2 separate regions of the Mus musculus genome follow, and region 1 is linked to region 2. A link is a contact called in public promoter capture Hi-C data. All regions are on one chromosome and are shown on one strand. Each heading gives the region's core, a stretch centred on a gene start, on an enhancer-like site or on the middle of the called end of the contact. The rest is flanking DNA. Distances are from core to core; before and after follow the strand shown.

Region 1 (5,205 bases), core at 1,608-4,107, 820 kb after region 2:
AGCTCGCTCCCTCCCCACCGCGACGCCCCCAAGCTGCCCCGTCACCCCCTCCCATTCTCAGATTTCCCTTTTTCTTTTTTCCTCTTTCCTCCCTCCCTCCCTTCTCTGAGGTGCTTGTGCTCTGAAGTCTTGGAAGAAATGATTTAGTTTGTTTACACTGCTATAAAAATCAAGACCAATAGAAAAGTCATAAAATGAAGCGGGCTATCAATCACGCTGCAACATTGTTATTCAGTGGTTACTAACAGAGATGGATAATCCTTTGATTTTGTCCCATTGTTATTACTCTGATGTGTCTTCACATTAACTATTACACATTTATTTATCGACCTGAAAGATACAACAAAGCAGAATATACGAGCGAGTACATGTGAGGACGCCAGGCAAGGAAGGCAGCAGATACAGGGCTGCTGCGGGAGCGGGCACCAGCGCTTGTGAGCACACACTTGTAAGCTCGCGCCTGTTCTCTTCCCAGGTGACCTCTCAAGTCTCTCACTTAAGCAGCCAGGTCACCGCAGGACCGGACTTCTTAGACTCTTCTACCGAGCAGGCGACCGCTATTCCACCTTCTGTACTCCACCTTCTGGTTCCTTCTTTAGCCACTTGACTACACCTCTACCTGCCTTTCAGGCCTGAATACCCAGAAAACCCCTCCTTGGTAGTTTGAAACCCGGGGGCAGTCCCAGGTGCGTGCTCTTGTGCCAGGTCCAGAGCGTACAGTCCCGCCCTGGAAGGCTGAACTGTCCCCTCCTGCTGATCGCGGCCGAGTTGTCAAAATGGGGAGTGGGAGGTGTATAGAGAAAATCAAGCTGCTACCAGAGGGGCTCGGTTTGCTTTAGGGCTTGGGATTTCCCTTTCAGGAAAAACCGTTCTGGATAGCACACCAGGCGCTGGCCGAAAGCCCCCGAGGCTCCCAGGCGTGCTAGAGTCGCCTAGGCTCCTCCTAGAGCGCACCCCCGGCTTCGCGGCGCCCAGCTCCTGCTAGGCCCGGTTGGTACCCGCTGCCCGGCGGCCACTGCAGCCCCGCCAGGTCCCGAGCTGCGGAGTGAGCGTTCTCCGGCGCTCTGCGACACCCACGTAGCCCAGACCCTGCACTCACAAGCGAGTGTGCCCCGGTGCAGACGCGCGCACCCGGGTTGGGCACCGCAGGACTTTGAAAAGGGCTGAGGACGAGGAGGAAACAAAACTGCCCCAGAGTTGCTTCGCCGCCTCCTTTGTCTCCTTGCTCTTCCCTGTCACACACAGAGTAAAGGACACAGACACACACACACACACACACACACACACACACACACACACACCCTCGCATCTGCTCTCGGGCAGCATTTTCAATGTTTTGTGTAAGTCAATTGGGCGACGAACAAAAAAAGCCATTTGTTCGGTATTATTTAAAACAGACTTCAGAGGGCCACCCTTTGTGGAAGCTTTATTTGCACTAAATGAATAATCTTAATTGCATCACCCTCGAATTAAAAATCAATGTTAATCAAGTTGGGAGCAGTAAATATCAGTTTTCATTTTGCCTTGGGTAGAGGGCATTTTTCTTGTGTTGCAAATAAAAATACAAGTCAAATAACTTTAAAGGGGCATCATGTTCTGCTGCAAATACAATTGAAACGGATTGTTTGGGAGCAGATCAGAAACGGTACAGAATTTTGCACTTAATTTCCTCAGTTATCATTTACAATAAGAACCTCTGGGCTTGGCAGCCAAGTCTAAACAGTAGTAAATTAGTACAAATTTATACTGATTTTACTCTAATAATCGTAATAAAAGCTTATAGATTTGGCACTAATTACATAAATGCCTAATGATCTTGAAAATTACTCTGGTTAGAAATATATTACTAATCTAAACTTTGTTGTTGGCTGGCTCTGAAAAATCAGAACATTAGAAATGGTTCGCTTCACTTGTGCAAAAGCACTTTAAATTGTTCAAGTAGTTTAACACATCCAAGAGGAAAATAAAGAGCGGTTAACTTTATTTACTGCCTTAAGTGGCTTTGGTCGTCTAGCTGAACTTAGAAACTTTGACCGAAAGAGCAGGTTGGGACCTGGGTGAGAGTGTAGGCCTATCGGGCAGGTGGCCCTGGAACGCAGCTTCTGGAGTTCTGGAGGAAGGCTCACTTCATGAAGTCTCCCCCTCCCCCAAAGCGGACAGGGGACCTTGGCGGGGTGGTGGTGGGGGGGCAACTTCCTCTTTATTTTCTAGGCTTGCAATGGGATTGGGGCTCAGTAGGCCAGAGTCTGGGTCTCTAGAGAAGGCCTGCAGAACAGTGGCAGAAATTTAGGGTCGTTCTAGAGATGGTAGCTTGGCTGCCTGGTGAGCTAGGGCTTTGACTACCGCGGTCCAGTGTCCCCTAGCTGGCACGAGCAGGGGCAGCGGGGGCGCGGGTGCGGTGGGATGTGTGTGGGCTGGGGGTGGCGACTCTCAGGTCATGCAGAGGTCATGTCCTGCTTTGGTGTCTGAACTGCCCCCGTTCCAGGGACACCCTAGCTCTGATACACAGAGCCTGTGAAGCGAGCAAGGCAGGACAAGGAAAGGGGAGATGTGCCCGGAGAAAATCTCTGGGAAGAACTGACCGAGGCTCGGCCCAGAGGCCCAGGGCGAGGCCAAGGTGGCCGCTGCTGCTTTAGCGGCTGCTGGAGGCTGGAGCTGCCTGGGCTGCGGCCGCCGCCTCCTCCCGGCAGGCGCAGGCGGGCGGGCGGGCGGAGTGGGGGACTCTCCGGGCGCTGACATTTGCAGGCTGCCCTCCTGATTGGTCCCCTCGCCGAGCTGCTCACGGGTTCATTCATCTGTTAAGCACCTCCCCGTCTCTCTAAAGGACATTATAATGCAAGAAGCCCCCTTTTTAACCACAAACCGAATTTTCTTTCATTTAGGTGATCTATATATATCTATATCGTATAGCTTATAGCTTATATCTATTTTAAATAACTTAAAGCCGCTAAAATTTGGGGGGGAACAGCTTTCGCCCTGGAGCGGTGCGCGATGCTGTCTCACGCCGACCTCCTGGACGCCAGGCTAGGTGAGTGAGCGCCTCTCACCCGGGCAGCCAGGAGAAGCCGGGGCAGGAAATTGTCAATTTGTTCCTTATTTTACCTTAATGCGCCCTAAATGGACTAATTTCTTTAAAAGTAATTGTGCTGTATTAAAGTTTAATTTGATTTAACATCGTCTTAAAAAAAATCTATGGAATATGTAGATTCCAAAACAAAACGGAGTTGGGGATGCTGACACCTTTTTGTTTTTCTTATTTTTTTCTTTCTCTCTCCCCTTCATTATTAATATTATTATTTTTGGAAGGAGTTCTAGCCCGCGATAATTTGTTTGGAGGTGTTTCTCTCTTTTTCCACTCTTGTTTGCTTTGATTTGGAATTTCTTTCATCCCTTTTTCCCCTTCTTCCTTTCTATCATCACCTTCTCCTCTAAGTGTGCTTAAATTTGTTTTCTTTTTTTAAAAAAAAATCTTCTCCTTTGTGAAGGAGAAGCCGCTGTATGAAGGTGGATTTGCTAAGTGTGCTGGTTGAGAAGAAAAGCCCAACTCATCCTCTCGGGCATCCCTGCCTTCTACAAGGGACTCGGTGTTACCAGTGACGGGGAGGGACGAGCCGTTTATTTCTCGGGAGAGAAAAGTTGAATTCTCTAAAGTTTGATTCACTGTTATGGCTATAGAGTTTACTTAAATTTCTTTGAAGCTATCTGGGTTACCAAGTTCTGGGCTTCAGGCTTGGGGAGCTTTAGTGATGGATGTGACTCCGTTTCCCAAACACTTTCTCTGATTTGAGGGGGAGGCGGAGCTGATTTGGGCTTATTTTGAGAGGTGGAAGGCTTGGAGACATATTCATCTTCCGAAAGTCAGAGGGAATTGGCCAGAGTTCATTTAGCGCCTTTGCTCAGGAGGAGCAGCCTCCAAAGGCTCTCTCTTGATTTCTTTTTCTCCCGCACCACCCGACTAAGAATTTTCTCAAGGTTTCCTGGGACACCAGGGTTACAGTTAGTGAAAGGACTCGGGTGTGTTTCATTGTCAGGCCTGGGAGTGGTTTTTTTGTTTTTGTTTTTGTTTTGTTTTTTGTTTTGTTTTGTGGGAGACACGAAGGCCGGAGCTGTGAAGCACCAGAGCGGGCTGTGGAGAGAAGGAGGCCAGGAGATGCTATTTCAACCTAGCTGTCCAATTCCTGGGAAACCGGGCTGAGGACCAGGCAGTTTCCGCCTCGGGGCAAGCGTGGGCGCAGAGGGAGCGGTGGATGGGGCTGAAGCAGAACCTCTCAGGGAAGTCACCGGCTCCTCACGTCGCCAGGACAGTACTGATCGAGATCCCTTTCCCTCCTCAGGTATGAAAGATGCCGCCGAGCTTCTGGGCCACCGGGAGGCGGTGAAGTGTAGGCTGGGTGTGGGGGGCTCTGACCCTGGGGGTCATCCAGGGGACCTGGCACCCAACTCGGACCCGGTCGAAGGAGCCACTCTGCTGCCGGGCGAGGACATCACCACCGTGGGCTCTACCCCTGCTTCGCTGGCGGTGAGCGCCAAAGACCCAGACAAGCAGCCGGGGCCCCAGGGCGGCCCCAACCCCAGCCAAGCCGGCCAACAGCAGGGCCAACAGAAACAGAAGCGCCACCGGACACGCTTCACCCCAGCACAGCTCAACGAATTGGAGAGGAGCTTCGCCAAGACTCACTACCCCGACATCTTCATGCGTGAGGAGCTAGCGCTGCGTATCGGGCTGACCGAGTCGCGGGTGCAGGTAAGGCGGGCTTGGGCTCAGGGGAGGAAGGCAAGGAGGGAAGGGGAGGATTAGAGCACGGAGTAGGTATTGTGCTCTGCTGGGATCCCGAGCTGCGCGCTTGTTGTTTCTACGTTCCTGGGTCGGAGGATACCATACTCTGTCCAAATATTGGCTAGGATGATCACAGGCCCCCATGGACTTCCTCCATTGTAGCCCCATCCCTCATCTCAAAACTCCTCAAAAGCAGCCCGGTGTTATGGGGCTGCGGGGCCCAAGTCCAACTTCTTCCAACAAAGATGGGAACCTTCTCGTCTCCCCAGAAGCTAAGCCCAGCGCGCACCTTGCTCCAGCTCTATTGACAAGTGTTTCATTACCCCGTAATGAGTTTCTATTATGCATTTGGATAAATGGGGGGCATTTCATAATAATACAGGAAACAAGGAAGAGGAACCACAGTGCAGTTGGTGTCTTTAAAAAGC
Region 2 (5,793 bases), core at 1,251-3,750:
GCACTTTGTGTTGTCCGTACTGTGTGGTCACTCCCTTAGTTTCCCATTAAGTGTAATTTTATCTGACCTTCAGACCCATATTATTCTATCTGCAAATACTGGCTTTGATGTTAGCCCAAGGAGCTGCACACACGGTTGTGAGAGAAAGCAAGCAAGCAAACAACAACAAAAAATAAAACAATATTTTATTTCCCAGGCGGTTCTTCTATGAATTCAGCATAGAGTTGAACCATAGCCCAGTCAACTGGGCATAGATACCTTAATGTTTATGTCCCGATGGGTATGTACTGTGCCAGCATTGTGGAAGATGTAAAGGCACAGTGTCTATAAGCTACAGACTGTGCCCTTCAAAGAAACTGAGACAGAGATGAGGCACCAACTCAAGCTAAATACATTCGAAACATATAATACCACCAAACGACATGAAACAACTAGTGATGTACCCACAATTCACAAGGGAAGCCATGTTTGCACCACTTCTTGTTCACTGATGCTTACAATGGCCTCTGACTTAGATAACAGTTCAACAGAGGTGTGGAGCACAGTGCTATCTACTCCGTACGCATAGGGCCATTGTGAACTCACGAGGATGTCTCAGCAAAGCATAACAAATGACCTCATTCGTGACTGCTTCTACATAGGGAGGGCTTCTAATGAAATGGAGGGAGCAGTATGGTATGCTGCTTCATATTCAAATGTTCCTGGCACATTTGATATCACCAATGGACAACAGCCGCCTAATCAGGGTGAGATTGGAAGGCATTGTGTATACACATAATGGTGCATATCTGTTCTGTGTTCTTTGATTGGTTCAGTCGTGAGCTATAACCCAGGAGAGTTCATAGGAAGAGGGTACAAGGCAAAGGTTTCTGTTTCTAAAATTTGTTTTGGCTTTCTTCTCAATTCATTGATCTCAAACAATTCTCCCATAATTACCTCCATCTTTTTATAAAGGTAAAGTCTTGTATTCACTGTAATATTTATTAGGAATTTAGTACAGTTTATAAACTCTGTTAGTATGTTCTTTTGAATGGTTGCTGTTTTTAATTCTCCGATTGCAATGCTATGTAGATTTTTAAGTTTATTCTTAACCTCATAAGCCCTCTTGTAATTTCTAGCACGTGATTTTGCCAAATAGAGAGAGCACTTAACACTCTTGTAGAATGTGTTTCGGGAAAGCTTTTTTTTTTTTTTTTTTCCCAGTAGGATTCAACCGTGGGAGAGTCCTGGGAACAGCATCAGCAGCTTCAGCGTGGATACAGGCATGGGTCCTTCTAGGACCCCATCTGGATGAGGACCAGCATGGTGATGCATTTGTGTTTGCAGCTATTGTTAATTGGTGATAGGTACCCTTTGCATGTGAAGAATCCCAACCGATTTAATTTGTATGTTTTCTCCACAGACCAGCAGTTGCGGATGACTTATGCTATCTACAATCCTGCTGTGGGATATGGTTTTCAATAGTGGAGTTGCAAAGAAATCAAGAATTTGTTTTGTTTTTTTAATTTTCCTGGCAAAATGCCTCAGATACCCTCTCACCCAGGAAGTGGTGTTCTAGAGCCATTAAGCTTGTAAGGCCGTGCAGATAGGTGCCGTGCCCACGGGTTTCAAAAGCAGGAGGGGGCCATTGAAACTGACAAACCCAAATGGATTTGGAAATAGTGGGTCAAGTGCAAAGACTTCAAGAGCAAAGAGCACATGCAAGCTGCTAGGGAAGGCCGGGAGGGAGGGGTGGGGGGGGTGGGTGTGCTTCGGTGGATAGACAAGTGTCTGAGAGTTTGGAGGCTGAAGCAAATTTGACAGGGGGTGGGGGTTGGAGACAAAGGAAGGTGATCTTAGCTGGGTTCTGTCCTAACACAATGAATTCAGACAATTCAGCCCCTGGCTATTTGACTCTGTCCTTTGCTCTGGCCCTGGGGGCGGTGGTGAGAGGAGTTGGTGGGTCTCCTCTCTGGATCCCTTTCCCGCTGGCTAAACCGCCTTTGATATCTGTGGTATCTATTGGAAAGTGTATCTTCAGTGCCTGGGGGATGTGTCTGGACCCAAGCATCCAAGCTCTGTGAAAGTTTGCAGTTTCCCGAAGTAGAAATCAGGACCTGTAAACTTGTGCCTCCAGCCTCTGCTTTAAAAGCACCGCAGACCACTCTCCACCCTGCGGTTTTCCTGGGCCACGGACCGACTTTCTTCCCGCCCGCCCCGCCGGCTCTGGTCCACGATAGGCACTGGGACAGCGTGAGGAGAGAACCCCGCAGGGCTCCGGGACCCCTTCTCAGGGATCGCGCGCGTCGCCCACACTCTCCCGGGCCCTGTAGGACCCTCCCCCCCGGAGGCCGGGCTTCGCCGACCCCTCCCCGAGCGGCGGCCGGAGGCGGGGATGCTGAGTGGCAGCGGCCGGCCTGGGCTGCGAGGTTCGGCCGCCTCCTCCCGCTGCGCCCGCCCCTCGGCCTCCGCCCCGGCGCCGCCGACCCTCGTCTGCTCCCGCCCTCGCCCCTGCGGGTCCGCCGGGGCCAGATCGAGGCTGCAGCGAGGAGGCGGCACAGAGAGCCCGGCTGGGGAAGGCTGCACGCGCCCGGGCCAGAGCGGGGCGTTAGGAGCCGGCTGCCCCGGCCAGGTAGGTGCTGCGCGGGGAGCCCGGGAGGGGGCCGGTCCCCGACAGTGCACGGGGGCGCGGAGGGACGGGCGGCGGGTGCCGGGGCAGGAAGGATCCGCTGCAGCGCCGGCCCGCCGCAGACGTGGAAGAAGTTGAGCCTGGAAGCGCTTTTTCCCGGGGAGCTGTAGTGGTCCCCTCCAGCCCCGGTCCGTACCGCGTGGGTCTCACCGGCCACAGACCTCAGCTGCATCTCAGACCTGGGCTGCATTTTTTGTGGCCAGTGCAGAGGGGTGAGGGCTGGCGAGGAGGTGGGCGGGGAGTTGGGGAACACCACATCTGGGGTGGATGAAGGACTCAGAGAGATGGGTTTGAATGCAGTCCCTACCCCCACCCGGCCGCACTTCTCTCTCAGTCTATTCGCGGTCGCGTGCTCTCTGAACTGAGAAAAGCAAAAAGAGTTTCTTCAAGTCGGCTCAACTTTTCTGTTAATTCAGGAGGTTCGGGAGTTTGTATGGAAGTAAGGGCAAAAGACTCTCATCCTCGCACCCTACCTCACTCCTGCCCGGGCAGTTTCCTGTACTCTGTGCCATGATTGTTTTTGTGCTTGTAGATTACAGCTGGTGACCTATATGGAAAAGTGGAACCACTGCCGGCGAGTGTGTGTTGGAGCCACAGGGCGGCAAGGTGTGGGGGGCTAAGTCAGAGTTCCTTCGAAGGGACTTTAATTCTCTGAACACTCTTCCTGTCCAGCTCAAAGAGAGGATGGGATAAGGAATAATTTATCTTGCTCTTTCTGATGCTCTTCTAATCATTTTTTTTAAAAACTCCCTTTCAAATTAAGAGATAGAGAACACGCATGCGATGGTTAAATATTTTAAAGACAGGGAAGATGAACATCTCTCTCTGCAATCAGGCTAATAGGGCTAGCCTGTGTTGGAACATCTGATTCTGATGAAATATTTGAAAGGTTTAAAGCAATACCAGACGATGTCATTAAAAAAAAATAGAGTGACCTGCAGTAGGTCATACAGAGCAGTGTGGCCTGTGGTCTGTGACAGCATTTTATAGCGGGAGGTGGAGCACTGTAAGCTTAAAGAGAAGAGGGTGGGAAAGGGGGCTGCTCATTTGTCTTGAACCAGTCTAGTTAGGAAGAGTGATTACACTGCAAATGAACATTTGTGAATATAATTTGAGTCATGATACATGAACCAGCCATTTGTCTGAAGGAAAAAAAGGATCTTTGTAGATGAGAGCAAAGCAGTGCCTTATGGGGGAAAAATAAGCATACCGTTTATCCATGTGCGCAACTCAGAATTGACAGCACCTGCTAACAACAGAGGCATGGGCTTAGAGATTTGGCTGCAAGCAAGGTTGAACAAGGCAGGGAGAAAAGTCTACAGCAGGAGATAGTTACAAAAGAATGGATAGAAAACTTCAGGTGTGTGTGTGTACACACACACTGCAAAAAAAAAAAAAAGTCTTCATTTTCTATATATCTTTACTGCAAAGAATTGCCAACACAGGAGGATTAAAATGTAGGAGAGTCCTGGGGCTGGAGAGATGACTCAGTGGTTAAGAGCACTTGCTGAGGTCCCATGACCCAAATCAGACAGCTCCCAACTGGATCAGTGCCTCTGGCTTCCACAGGCGTTTGCACTGTGGACATACCCAGGTGCAAGCACACAACTAGACATAATTAAAAATAAATCTTAAAAAGCTTTTCAGGAGACTCAGATTTAGTCTGTTGGGTCCCCATTGTGTGAAGCCTATGTGAATGTTAGCAAGCTCCGTTCTAGCTCTCCGCTGCGGTCTCTGTGTCTACCTAGTGGGGGCTGGAACTGTGGCTCTGGTGTTATGAGCTCTTGTTGCTCTCTCATGAGGACTGGGGTTCTAAGCCCAGCATCCATCTCAGATGGCTCACAAATGCCTAGGACTCCAGCTCTGAGGGATCCCATGCTCTCTTCTGGCCTTCTCAGGCACTTGTGCATGCATGTGTGCCTACACTTAGTCACACACACAAATAATAAAATTAAATCTCGGAGGTTGCTCTGCAGTCGATAGTGCTTACTACTCTTCTGGGGAGACTGGAGTTTGCCACCACCTGCCTGCAACTCAGGCTCTTTGGGATCAGATGCCCTCTTCTGGCCTCGTCTGGCACTGCACTCACATTCAGGAACTCATACACTGAACAAGTGTACACAAAATTAAAAATAAAATTAATAATAAAATATTTTTAAAAATTGAAAATGGTTGTGAGGGTTCACGTGAGCGTCTCCGGAAGGTTAACTGGTGTCTTTGTTCGGATTTGGGATGGTTCCCCCACACACGAAATGCTCAGAAAACATTAAGGATTGCCAGCACTCTTAAGTTCCCAGGGTAAAAGGGACTCAAGAGTAACTGATTCTCCCACTGAGTGTCTGAGTTGAGCCTTGCCTCTGACAGTCAACATCTAGAAGTTCCCACTCTTAAAAACCTTTTAATGGTTGATGTGATACACACTGCCCAAGAATGCTAAAGTCAATGTTAGAGTCAAAGCTCACTAGTCTTAGAAAGATACAAGTAATCTGTAAGTGCCTAATTCCAGAATTCATTCCATAAAACAAACAAACAAACAACTCCCCCAACCAAACAAATAAAAAAAATCAGCCTTAAAGTACACCTTTATTCAGGTGTATAGACACCAGAGGACAAAGTGAACAGACATCCCTAACTAAACAGTGAACAGAGGAACTGTGCCTGTGGGCTCCTCCTGTCTTCCCCCCAACCCCGTGTGTGTGTGTGTGTGTGTGTGTGTGTGTGTGTTACAGTGCCAGCTTACTCATCTGCCCACTCATTTATCCCGTCATTCAGCAGATGTCTTTAAAGATTCTCTTGTAGGACAGGCTCTGAAGTCAGTCACATTCCGATTTCAGAGTTCTGTGGCACCAGGGTAGGCAGGGGGATGAAGCAGCCAGCCAGTGCCATATAGTGCAAGCATCCTGGCAGCACGGGAGTGGGGTGAAGAGAACCTGGGAGATGACGATCTCGCTACCTGTCTATCTCCCAGGTGGGCTTTCCCTGCATAGAATCCTTGGGGACTGGGGACCCTCTCAGAGGGAGCACTTATGAGGACCCTGTTTGGAGACAGATGACAAAAGGCAGTTTTTGAGTTGAGTTCTCTTGGAATGAAAATTGAATTTTGGCCTTCCAGAGAGATGTGCAGC

The links. Promoter capture Hi-C pulls out the DNA fragments that hold promoters and counts their contacts.
Region 1: a promoter capture Hi-C map of embryonic stem cells shows a contact between it and region 2. The contact joins the promoter of Otp here to the promoter of Lhfpl2 in region 2.

Annotation. Positions count from the first base shown.
Region 1 is chr13:94,872,779-94,877,983 of GRCm38.p6, forward strand. It overlaps Otp (orthopedia homeobox), which reads left to right and starts at 2,858. Exons shown (of 3, transcript NM_011021.4): 1 at 2,858-3,028; 2 at 4,335-4,744. The coding sequence starts at 2,992.
Region 2 is chr13:94,055,296-94,061,088 of GRCm38.p6, forward strand. It overlaps Lhfpl2 (lipoma HMGIC fusion partner-like 2), which reads left to right and starts at 2,501. Exons shown (of 4, transcript NM_172589.2): 1 at 2,501-2,611.